2 separate regions of the Gossypium arboreum genome follow, and region 1 is linked to region 2. A link is a contact called in public Hi-C data. All regions are on one chromosome and are shown on one strand. Each heading gives the region's core, a stretch centred on a gene start, on an enhancer-like site or on the middle of the called end of the contact. The rest is flanking DNA. Distances are from core to core; before and after follow the strand shown.

The links. A called contact is a pair of places that touch in the nucleus more often than the background predicts.
Region 1: a contact with region 2 is called in a Hi-C map of leaf, with 2.8 times the contacts expected there. The contact joins the promoter of LOC108453297 here to the promoter of LOC108450261 in region 2. A contact is called at or near these places in 2 of 5 Hi-C or Micro-C datasets (both in leaf).

Annotation. Positions count from the first base shown.
Region 1 is chr5:44,126,221-44,132,591 of ASM2569848v2, forward strand. It overlaps LOC108453297 (RNA demethylase ALKBH10B-like), which reads left to right and starts at 4,981. Exons shown (of 8, transcript XM_053028134.1): 1 at 4,981-5,402; 2 at 5,632-6,282. The coding sequence starts at 5,402.
Region 2 is chr5:43,823,066-43,829,679 of ASM2569848v2, forward strand. It overlaps LOC108450261 (binding partner of ACD11 1-like), which reads right to left and starts at 2,599. Exons shown (of 6, transcript XM_017747803.2): 1 at 2,373-2,599; 2 at 849-932; 3 at 195-298. The coding sequence starts at 2,378.

The DNA of each region.
Region 1 (6,371 bases), core at 3,731-6,230, 310 kb after region 2:
ACTACTAAGAATTCCATCCTTTGCATCCACAACAACCGAGCAATGGTCAGAGAAAGTATGCGGGAGATGCGAAACATGATACTGTAGAAACATTTGATTCCACATAGCATTAGCAACATCCCTGTCCAACCGCTTCTTGATATTATTACTAGAAAACTAACCTCATTTCCAAGTATACCACACACCCTTATAACCTAAATCCTCTAAAGAGCAGTCTTCCAACATACTACTAAAAGCTCTCATTTGCCTGTCGCTTCTCACTAAAGCCCTTTGCTTTTCAAAGGAGAATAGTTTCTCATTAAAGTCGCTTATCACTAACCAAGGTACTTCTGGGAAATCATTCAATTGTGGTAATAACTGCCAAGACTCACTTCTACGTTGCTCTTGTGGCGCCCCATAAAAACCAGTACATTGGCAACACTTACCCTCCAAATCCTCATTTACAAATATATCAATATGGCTGTCCGAAAAAGATCGTAACATATCTGTACAATTTTATTTCCACCCAAAACAAAGTCCACCCATACTCTCGACAGAGGTGACATCTGTACCATTCAGGAATCCACAAAGCTTGGTAATGAGAAACTACATAAATATCATTTGACTATTAAAACTTTTTTTTAAATCACTCCATTCTAAAAAAAATTCATAATATTCACTTAATTTATCATTTTACTTTTTAATCCAAAATTGTTAAAATATTAACAGTCATTGATGTGACAGTTAATGACATGTACTTTTTTCATTAATTTTTTTATTTTAAACCCAAAATGGTAAGTTTTGGGTGCTTTAAAACTAGAGGAAGTGTAAAGCTAAAGAATAAAAGGCATGGTTGTCATGACAATTGGAATGCGTTACTGCAGGGTTATAGGAGGCGCTGTCACCTCTGCTTTGGCTTCCGTTGGCTCTGGATCTAGAGAAACATGCTTCGATTATTCTTTAGGCTTTTAAAGCACTCATGACTCGAAGGTATTCTTCCGCTTACCTGACCATAATACCAGCTATGCATTCATGATGAGTGGTTGCTTCTGTAAGATTAAAAGATTTTAGATTTGGGAGATAAACTTGAAACAATGTTAGTTGAGCAGAAAGATTGGTTGCTTCTATTTGAAGGGTTTGAAATTTACGCTCCAGTTCTAAAATATAACGAGCATTCCTCTCTTTTGAGTGAGCTGCTGACTACTTATTTGCTTCCTTGGCTTCTAGAAGGCATAACTTTCTTACTTTCCATAACGGTATTATTGTGCTTGTATCTAGGCCTAAAGGAGGAGGAGGTGGTGGTGGTGGAGGAGGATAACGTCAGCTTTTCCCCCTAACAAGGATCTATTGTAGATTTGGTGTGTCCTTCAGTATGAACGTCGAAGTAGTTGAGCTTGATAAGGTGAATGTAGGTTGATAAAAGGTCCTCGTTGGATCCTTCGACGTTCATGGGGCGTATCGTAGTCAGCAAGTGGAAGAATACCTTCGAGTAGGCCCTTTTGTGTCCTTTCTCTGTTCTTCAGTTTGTTTTAATTATAATTATAAAATCAGATGTAAATTTGTTGAGCATTGGCCTGCAATGCAACATGTGACCAGCAGCAGCTCACCAAGCAGACTAACATTGGAGCTGAATCGAGCGCAGCAACTAGTTTGATTTATGTTGTTTATTTTGGTCCAATTGTAACTTGTTAGTTCAAGTTGACATGTAACTTGTAATTTGTTATCAAAGTTGGTAGGATTAGTTTTGATTTGAACTTGATGTAAAGGCTGATATGTCAGTTTACTTTTGTATGTAATTCAAAGATTGTATTTCTTATGCATTAGTGGAAGCAGTTACATCATTAGGTAACTATTCAATTGTAATGTAACTTACATATATTTTCAAATTATCAATGAAATTATGTAAGTTTTTAAGTTATCTTCTTGCTCAAACTCTACTCTCACTCGTTTTTGCTTCAGTTTTTTGTTTTTGCTTTCTGTTTTATTTTGTTTGTTGCTAATGTTCCAACAAATGGTAATCAGAGCCTGCCATCTTTGAGGGCCTTTATTGTTGGTTGCTTTATTTGAGAAAACAAAAGCTTGAGAAGAAAGAAATTGTTGTTGAGTTTGTTTCAGCAAAATGAGCTTTACTCCACCTCCACTACCAGTGTTCACTAGAGAAAACTATCACATTTGGGTGGTAAAAATGAAGACATATCTCCAGGCACAAAATATGTATATGCGGGAATAGAAGAACTAGCCACGTGCGGTTGTCTGTAGTGTGGTGGTGCTTGTGAAAAAAATATAGGGTTAGTTAAATGAAAGGGAATAACTTAATTGAACTGACTTGGATATTGTGTAGCCGCAAGCGACGCATCTTCTGTCAGAGCGGATGATGAACTCGTCATGCGATTGTGTCCCCTCCTACGCTACTGTGGCGGTTGATGTTCCGTCTTTACTAGAATTTGCTGACTCTTCGCCTCCGATGCTAATAGATACGGCTTGCCAACGACTCTGAATCATGCTAAGTAATCATCTGCTGCCATCATGTCCATTAAGAAAAATGGTTCGCAAATGTGTAAGGATTGCATCCTATGATCCCACACCTCGATATGCTCTCCATGCCGCACCGTCCAATCGTTATTGTCATTCCTCTGCAAGTTCAACTTGTGAAACTCTTTCAGATCTCACGGTGGCAACAAAATTTGTTGCCTCCACTTGATTTATCGCAACACCTGGTCCGATTAATGCATTTTCACCGTTGTATACACTACCAACAACACATTGGTGTCTCACATCTGTTGATTTTCCAACACTTCTAGCGGAATGCAAGATATGACATCGGTGTTAGCTTACGACATCTATTCAAACAGAAAAGCAAAATTGTATATATCATTATGTATGAATTTTTTAATAAATCATTACGTAATCAAATAGGTTCAAAAGAATAAGTAACTAACCTCGACTTTCGAGCGTTGATCTAACAATAGCCTAATATCTTCTAACTCTTTGGGCAATCCCACGTAGCTCGGTTTCTGGTTCCACCTATAAAAGTGATATGTTAGTCGAAACGTATAATAAAAAAATTACTATATAGACTACGTATTTGTTAATAAATGATGTTTACCCCATCACCAACGGAATCATATATGGGTCGATCACCTTAGGACATAGAAATGATAGTCGCCACTAGGCCCACGACTACAGTAAGAGCAGACAACCACTAATCATGTCCACTCGGTAGTGTGGCCCGACACATCTCCCAGTATAACATAGACAATACTGCAGATCCCCAACTTAGTCTCCCGCACTCATTAGAGTCCACTAGATGTAGTAGCCACCTTATATGCACCAAATTTCGAGATTTATTAAGCATTAAAATGCCCCCAATTAACCTCATGATGTATGCTCGGGCATATTGTGCTATGAGCTCCTCCGTTCAATCTTCAAGGTCTTTAAGGAGTTCGTTGAAATTATTCTTCAACTAATTTATTGATATTTGACCACCTTCGAACTTGTCTGAAACCTTCCTCAACAGTGATTGGTAGGAACCCACTTTGCTCAGAACGGTCGTTGATTCCGTGATAACTGGCCCATCCATTGATAGACCGAGTTGTAACGTTACATCTTTGAGTGTGATTGTATACTAGTCGCATGGAAGGTGAAAATTGTTTGTTTTCGGCCTCCATCTTTCCACCAACGCGTTGATAGTGCCAAATTGAGATTGCAGTCCTTGGACATACGAGACGCATGTAAGAATCCAGCCGCTTGCAAGTGGCTACGAATTTCAAGGATCGCAAACTTTCCAATATTATGAGTAAAGCCCTCCAGAACATAATCATTCGCATATTTACACAATAAAACAATTTCAAATTAAAAAAATAAATTTAACATTAATGAAATTAATAAAATTTAAATTTTCGGCTTACCATTGCTAATTGGGCGGTGAAAATACGCTTGTCGTCGAAGCGGATTAGAGAGGTGATCATTCGTGAGAAATCGATTTGAATGAATAAAAATGAGATAATTAAAAAAGATAATATTTTAAAATTAAAATATCGAAAAATTTAAAACGAAGAGAGTTTGAGAATATTGAGAGATGGATGTGAATGAAAAAGAAAATGAAATTTGAGGGTATTTATAGAGTAAAAAAAATTTAAACGTTGGTATATAATTTTTACCATTAGTGCAGTAGTATTCAAAAAGCCATTGCTAGAAGCGCGTCCAGCTAGATGAATTTTCTTGACACCAGTACAAAAAGCTTGACCAATTGAACACATTTTTCATTTAAATAGGCCTATTTTTTAATTAATTTTAAAATTGGCCTAACACCTTATTAATTAAAAAAGGCCTACAACATGAACCATCTATAATTTGAGAAAAATATAAATTTATTCCATTTGACAAATTGTGTAGCTATGTATAGTGAAAAAGTTAGGGTTGGTAGGAGCCTGAAAAATTGAATTTTAACTTTTATAATTTTAAAATTTTTAAATAACATAAAATAAAATTATATTATATTTTTCAAAATAATAAAAATTGATTTAGTCTATATATATATATAAAAGCAAATAAACACTTTCCAAATTATCAGTGCTTATTGATTGAACTTGCGAATAAGAAACAAAAAATATTTGTATTTATCAAAGGATATTGCAATTTTAATACTGATATCAAAATATATAATATATATCACAATTACTTTGGTAAAATTTTTAGTTTTATTTCTCTTTTCTTATTAAAAGCAACCAATTCCTCTACAATAATTAAATGACAAATTATATAAATAAATTTCATAATTAAGTTTATCTTAAGACTAAAAATGTTGAAAGTAGTGAACTTACAAAAACAAAAATTTATAATGATAATATAGTAAATTTATTTTTAAATAATTTTACATTTTGTCAATCAAACACTTATTTTATATTCTAATCAAATGAACTAAACAAGATAACCTTTTATCTTATAATATTATATTCTTATAATTTTATTATAAAAGATAATGTAGTTACGAAATTAATTTAAAATTCGACCAACCAAAAGCGGTTTAATGCTAAGAGGTTAACCTCCGCAAAAAGCCAAAGTTAGAACTCAACCCAAGACATTCGAACTTTTCTCAGACGTGAATTAAAACACCAAAATTCACCTTAGAAATTGAAGAAGAATATTCGTATGTGGTACGATAATCGATCCCTGGTGAGGGAAGAAAGTTTTGTTGGATTTTAGCCACTATTAAAACGCATCTTTATGCGTCATCGATAAGCCAAGCCGTGATCTCTTTCACTGTGACAAAGGCCCTTCTTGTTTTTCTTTCCAAGAACCAGATACCCAAACCCTAAATTGCTTGCGTTTTCACAATCTGCGCACAACCAAAGCAAAGTTCCCATTTTTCCAGATCTGACTAAACTAAACCAATCCTTTAGATCGGCTTAAACCTTTAAAAAGTAAATAAAGACCCAGTTTTTAATATTTTTTCACTATTTATATCTATTTTGAAGTTGGATTAAGTTGAGTTAAAAAAATTTTGTTTGTGATTTTACGTGATCACGTTGGATTCTGCGGGATTTAAGCTAATTAGATCTGTTTTTGGGTATTTTTAATTTATATATGTTGTTTTAGCAGTTCAATTTTTTTATCGGTTTGGGAGCGTTTTTTCTTTTTCCTCAATGGCAGTGCCATCGGGAAATGCAGTTTTATCAGATAAAAAGCAGTTTCCTGCTCCTTCAGCTGCAGTAGCTGGCGGCGCAGGTGGTGATGCTGGAGCCGTTGGCGGTGCAGCAGCAGCAGCAGGAGGAGGAGGAGGAGGAGGTGCAGAGTTCAACCAGCACCATTATCGGAATTGGTTTCCCGATGAGCGTGATGGCTTTATCTATTGGTTGCGGGGTGAATTCGCAGCAGCCAATGCTATGATTGACTCCCTTTGTCATCATTTGCGTGAGGTCGGGGAAGTTGGGGAATATGAAGCCGTCATAGCTTGCATTCAGCAAAGGAGATGTCACTGGAACCCCGTGCTTCATATGCAGCAGTACTTTTCGATTGCTGAGGTTTCCTATGCTCTTCAACAGGTGGCCTGGAGATGGAGGCAAAGGCATTGTGATCATGGGAAAGTTGGGGGAAAGGATTTTAAAAGGTTTGGCTTTGGCTTTAAGGGGCATAGGGTAGAGGTCGCCAAAGAAATACAGAATTCTGTGGTGGATACTAATGGGAATTCTACTATTACCGCTGTTTCAGAGAGAAATGAGAGAGGGAGTGAGAAATATGAAGAACTTAACTTAGGTGGTGAGTTAGGGAAGGTGGAAGATAAAGGCTCAGTTGTCACAGAGGGTAAGATGGTTACATAGTGTTTCATGTTTATTGCTTTCATTTCTTGTATTTACATTGTGGTGAACATTTGAATTAGGATAGTCAATAAT
Region 2 (6,614 bases), core at 1,349-3,848:
AAACAAATCCATTGAACTCAAGCAGAGAGCTATATTACTAGGACTGAGTATGAGAGCCAAACATGGTATCTATCCGGCACAGGTACGTTTAAAATTATCAAGGTTTCCATGTATTTCAAGGGCTAGTAGAAGATCATATCCAAATACTTCAGGAAAATCGAAAAGACGAACCAACATAAGTAGAGAGTACCCACCTTCGCATTTCAACATATTGAATATCACCAGAGAAAGAAAAGAATTCTTTGATATCCCTCTCAGAAGCAGCTAGAGAAATATTACTGACCTTAACTGTTCTTATCTGTACACAAAAGATGAGAACATAAATATATGTTTTTGTGGAGTTCGAAAAACTCCACAAGCAGGCTTTTATCTTTGCCAAGTGTCCATCTAATCACATACATTAAATTCAACATTTCGATTTCTTATTTTCAGTTAAATGAACATGTAGCAAAATTACAAACCTACTTATGCTACCTTCAGATTCTAATGCCAATGGATATCATAATAATCATACTCAGCAAACATTTCAAGATAACAATTATACGATTCCGTGAAATACAGAAACATGGAACAACTTTATGCAAAAACACCTATAGAGACCAAGGAGACAAAATAAGTAAACGGATACAACAATTAGTTCCGGTCAAACTTGAGACTTAAGAAAAGGTTCTTTAGCTCTGCTCTTGTCAAGCACAAAATCTTATATGAGATGCAAAAATGCAAAAGCTTATTTCACAGCTATTTCAGTAATACTTTATCAACTAGATGCAAAAGTAACTGATAACCAACAGAATTTTATTGTTAACAGTATCAACTGAAACTAATTCTATAAGTATTTTTTTCCTCACATTTGACGCATTGATAGTCCAATTTGCTGTAGCACTTGTCTCCGTTACTGCTCCAAGAGTAAGATTAGTTTGGTCCAGTGGAATCTGCATATGCAATGATCAACAAGGTGTAAAAAATAAAACAGAGGAGCTCTAATCGGCAAGAAAAGCAACCGCAATTGTAGGCCCAACTGGATGAATAAAGGACAATGATATACTAAATGAACAAGACGAATGTAAATAAAGACAGGATTCATGGCTACAGTGCAACAAAAATAAACCCAAAACCCCAATTTACTGTTGTTACTATGGGGTCTAAAGCACGAGGAGGTTTTACTTGATGGTGTAAATTAGATGATCTGTGGACATTTGTTGTTCTTCATAATATTTTAGGACTAATAGGTTTTATGTTACATCAATTTGATCTTGTGTGATCTGTTCAATTGTGACCTTATAATGTGATCGCATTATCAGGTACCACAGGATTAGTAGAAAATAAAAGCCTAAAACAGATAATATTTCAATCTTTCATTCTACCAAAGAAGATGCTCACTGATACATCAACAGAAACAAAGTTGCTTTTTCAGCAGTATGCTGTTATTTTTTCCTTTTCTATAATGAAATTGAAGGTGATATGCTTAAATGTTAAAATGCTTGGAATCATAACATCAGTTATAATCAAATCATATACCTAAGCCTTGAAAGGGAAACTATACACATAATTTTCTATGGACAATTGATGCTTCCAAAAGTTGGACCTTTTCATCTTATTTTGAAGATCATATATCACTCTCACCAATAATTTATTCTGAGCCTACCAATTAACACCAAAGCTTATATAAATACTAATTCAAAGACTATTAAAAGAACCATAAAACAAGATGCATAAACTATAAGGATAGTTATTCTATACACTGCTAGTGGAACAAAAAACTCCACAAGCGGATTTAGGATGTTACCATGTGTCATTATAAAAATAAAAGAATAACAAAAACGGACACAACATCATCCCAAACCCGCTTATGGAGTTTTTTCCACTCGCAAGGTATAGAATAATTATCCAAACTAGAAATAGCATGAAATATAAGGCAAACCCAGAAATAATAATAACTTGACCATCAAACCATAAAACTTGAAGGGCACTTTTCAATCATTTCGGTGCAAACATCAAAGTTAGAGCTTTCACAGGTCTTCATTGAATATTTATCAGTTCCTATACTCCAATATTTACTTCCAAGAAAGCTAATTAAAGTATCCCAACTGAATCTTACCATTGAACTTGCTTTCAGAACCCAAGAACTACAATGAGGTCAACTCTAGAAACCCAAAGAGAAATTTGGGTCAAGTACAGATCAACTCAAGAGTCCAGCTTTTATGATCTCATTTCTCGTACATTTTTCCAGCAACCAAACGGAGCAATACATACATTTATCTTTCATTAGAATTTTTATTTTTTTCCGAAAAAAGGAATCTTGGATCTAACCGAGCAAAGGGTCCCATTCATCACAAACAAAAAAAAAAAATGGGAAAAAGAAATAAACTCACCGACATTTGAAGATTGTACCAAGAATTCCCAATACGAAGATTACAAGAATACTGGATTGATTGGATTTGATAGGAAGATGAAGAAGGGTCTAAATGGTGGCAATGGCGTCTTTACCCCGCGTCAAATGCGCGGGCTGATTTCTTCGAAGCATGTTGAGTCTGGCCTTTTATTTTTCCAGCTATAAGAAAACCTGGACAATCCATTTTTTTTTTTACTTCTTAAATTTTTATAAATAGTAGAGTTAATAATTGAAGAAAAAAAAGTAACGGGTGTTTATTATTATTATTATTATTATTATTACTTTGTATAATTTGATATTATTTAGGGTAAATTGCAATGATAGTCATTCAACTTCATTTTTAGGCTATTCAATTATAAAAGTTACAAAAAAAGATAAAATTAAATAGTTGAATAATTATTTTGCAACATTTCATAGTTAATAGACTAAAAAAGAAAAAATAATTCGTAATTACTAATATAGTTCACCCTATTATTCGTTATATATTTATGGTAAAATTATTTTTTAAAATAAGTTTTTTTGGGAAGGTTATCTAGACACCTATGTACATCGAGTTTGGTGTATATGTCAAATCATTACACTAATTCATATCATGCATGTTAAGAGGCAATACTTTATCAGAGTATTTTCAACATCCATGGAAGTCAAGTTAAAGGTTGGGAGGTTTAACCAAATATTTATTTGGTTGTTAGCCCAACCAAACCAATTAAATATAATGGAGGGTAAAGTACACTAATAGTCACTCAATTTTGGTTTCAATAACAAAATAATCACTCAACTTTCAACTCAGTCACTAAAATTTAGAAAAAAATAACAATCCAGTCCCAATAACTATTTTCTGTTACAGACGTAACAGAGACGTTGATGTGATACATTAACTAGCCATGTTGGATATTAACCAGCCACAGTGGAAACCCAATTTAAGAACCCTAGTTACTGGAAGAAGAAGAAGCAGAAGAGAAGAAATAGAGATACCCACTATTGATTTGGGTTTTCTCTTTCATTTTCTCTATTAATTTTCTCGGCATCCAAACAATAGAAAGTTTAGCCCTCAACTGCTCCTTTATCATCGTCGCCGCCACCACTACTCTTTTCTCATTTAATCCTAGCATTTCCCTCCATTTCCACTCTAAACCTATATCCAAATATTCCCCGCCGTCCATCTTCCCACCATCTTCTTCATTTCCCGCCTTCTGATCCCTTCTCAATTCTCTTTTGTTTTCGCCTCTTTCCAAATGAAACAACCCTTTACGTTTACTTACCCATATCACTTCTCAAAACGACAACGGCCTACCACCTCAAACGACACCTTCTCCTCTTCTACTGTTGCTAAGAGTTAACTCCTTCATTTCCTCATCTCAATTTCAATAGGCAATAGTAGTAGAGGAAGAAAAATAAGAACAATGAGAGACCAAGAACTTGAGACAATCCTTTGGTGTTTCAATGGAAACAAAAGCAAAAGATGAAAAATGATTGTTGCTGCCATAGGTGATGTTTTCAATAGCTTGAAAAACTCTTCTAAAATCCTTTTCCCAAATTTCAACCTTCCTTTTTTTCCGCTCATCTCCCCCCTCCCCAAAAAAATTATGACCCTTCGGATCCTCATGTCCAACGTGGCAAGTTAACTAGCCACGTCATCTGTTTTATTAGGGCTATAACCGAAAACTTTAGTGGGTGACTGATTTGTAACTTTTCGATAACGTTAGTGACTATTTAATTTCCTAAATTTTAGTGACTGAGTTGAAAATTGAATAATTGTTGGTGTAATTTACCCTACAATGGAAGTCGACTCCTATGGGTATCGACTTCCACTTTATAAATACTCATTCATTCCTCATTTCTTTTTACCCAAAATCTTCCCGAACTTTCTAACTCTAAAAAAACTTGTTATCTTTTTTATTTATTTTACATGGTAAAAATGAGATAACACATAGCCAATTATGCCATCAATAATGTAATGGCCTGATTTTGGGCCAGTCGGAACAGTGGTTTTGGGACCACTAATCTGAGGAAGGAGAAATTATTTTTAATATTATTTTATATGTTGTGGCATGGTTATATGAGAGTATGAAAATTTTGGTGAATTAATTCTAGCGATTTCATGCTTAATTGTGAGCAAAAGTCCTATTTTGATAACTAAGGGTGTCAAATAGCTAGAGAACCAAAAATTGAGGGTCTTTAAAGGGCAAATAGACCCTTGGATAAGTGGTGGCCGACCATAGGAGACAAAAGATAGAAAAAGTCAAGATTAGGTGGAAATTTGGTAATTTATTTGACCAAAATTAAATAAAATAAAGAGAAAAGATATCATCTTTTTCCCTATCTCCTTCTCCACCGAAAACCCAGCCATTTTAGGGGTTTTTAAGCTTCAAAAATGTCAGCCACTCTCTACTCTTGCAAGTAAGTGACTTTAATGGCTTTTCTTAAAATTTTTTACATTTTTAGAACCCTTGTAGCATGAGCTTTCTAACAAGGGGACTATTTTTTTTAAATGGTTGAAAGTCTAGGGTTTTACTATGAGAATGTTCATGTTATTTTCTAAAATTTTATGAAAGAGAATGAATCATGGTTGTGAAATAAACAACCTTTGTGAAGGGACTCCTCATGAAAACCCTAATAGGACCATTTTGTAAAGTTTGTATAATGGATAGTAATGTTGTGAAATATTGGAAATTTTGGGTTGTCATAAGAGAGATAAATGGTGGGTTAGGCTTGAATAATAAGCAAACTCAATAAAAATCTATTTCCGGGCCTAGGGGTAAAATGGTTATTTTGTAAAAAGCCTATGGACAAAATGGTTATTTTGGCCAAATCATAAATTATTGAGCGTTTAGATTTAATTGATGATGAAATGACTAAATGTTACCATTTTAGATCAAGAAATACAAAATCTGAACCTAGACCGGGGGAAGGCCAAGTAAGTAGATTAAATCAACTAGTCGCCATATTTTGAGTACCGAGGTAAGTTGTATGTAAATAATACAACTACACTGTTATTATATGTGTTTGAATTGATATAGCATAAATTTCTTGTTTGTGGAAATGATTATGTATGATGAATATTGAGATAGTAGAACTCTCGTTTGAACCTTAGGAAATAAATCGAATATTCATGCCATGACATTCAGGTTATTTGTGTGCTAATGTAAGACATGTCTGGGACATGTATTTGCTATGAGATGTGTCAGTGTAAGACCATGTCTGGGACATGGCATCGGCACGGAAATGTGAGAGCTAGTGTAAGACTATGTTTGGGACATGGCGTCGGCCTCGATTTTGATAGTCAGTGTAGGACCATGTCTGGGACATGGCATCAACTTGATGGATGAGCTAGTGTAAGACCATGTCTGGGACATGGCATCGGCATTATACCCTATGTTTGAGGCTTAGTAAATATCCGATAGCATTCCAAATGGTTCAACAGTGAGAGTTATAGTTTAAGTTAAATGAGAAAAGTATAACCATGTTGTGAATAGTACAGACACCTATTTGAAATGTATGAGATATCAGCTCAATATATGCTATGTGAATTGTATTGGATAATGATGAGTAAGTTGTGCTTATGCCTACTTTTGTACTATGAGCATGATGATGAATAGTAAAGTTTTTGTTATATTTAGTTGCATTTAACTTACTAAGCTTTATACTTACCCCCTCTTCTTTCCATTTTCTTATAGTGCCGCCTAATTAGCTCGAGGATCATCGGACATCGGGGGCATCGATCGCACTATCATCTAAAGCACTTGGTATAGTTAGATATTTTATTTTGATTATGGCATGTATAGGACCCTGACTTTTGAGTTTTGTGTCACTACTAATTGGCCAAATGTGTTAGCTTACTTTAGCATTTGATCCATTTTGTATAAGGCCATGGAAAATGGCTAATATTAAAAGTTTATATATGAATGCAAGATAGTCTTTCATGAATGTGAAATTATTGGCATAGTTGAATATAAGAAATGTATATAGGCCTTAGCCATGGTTGTTTGGTTAAGAAATCATATTAAGTTAGACTTTGATATGTTGGTTGGCATTAGATGGTGTTTCGTGATAGCAAAAGGCTTGGTAGATAGCCTTATATTGTTTACACCGGTAGACACATGGGCGTGTGTCTAGGTTGTGTGTGACCTACGGTCAGCTCCATGGGCGTGTTGCTTGGTCGTGTGTCCCCTGCACGTAAAACTTGCAAGTCAATACACAAGGGTAGAGACATGGCCATGTG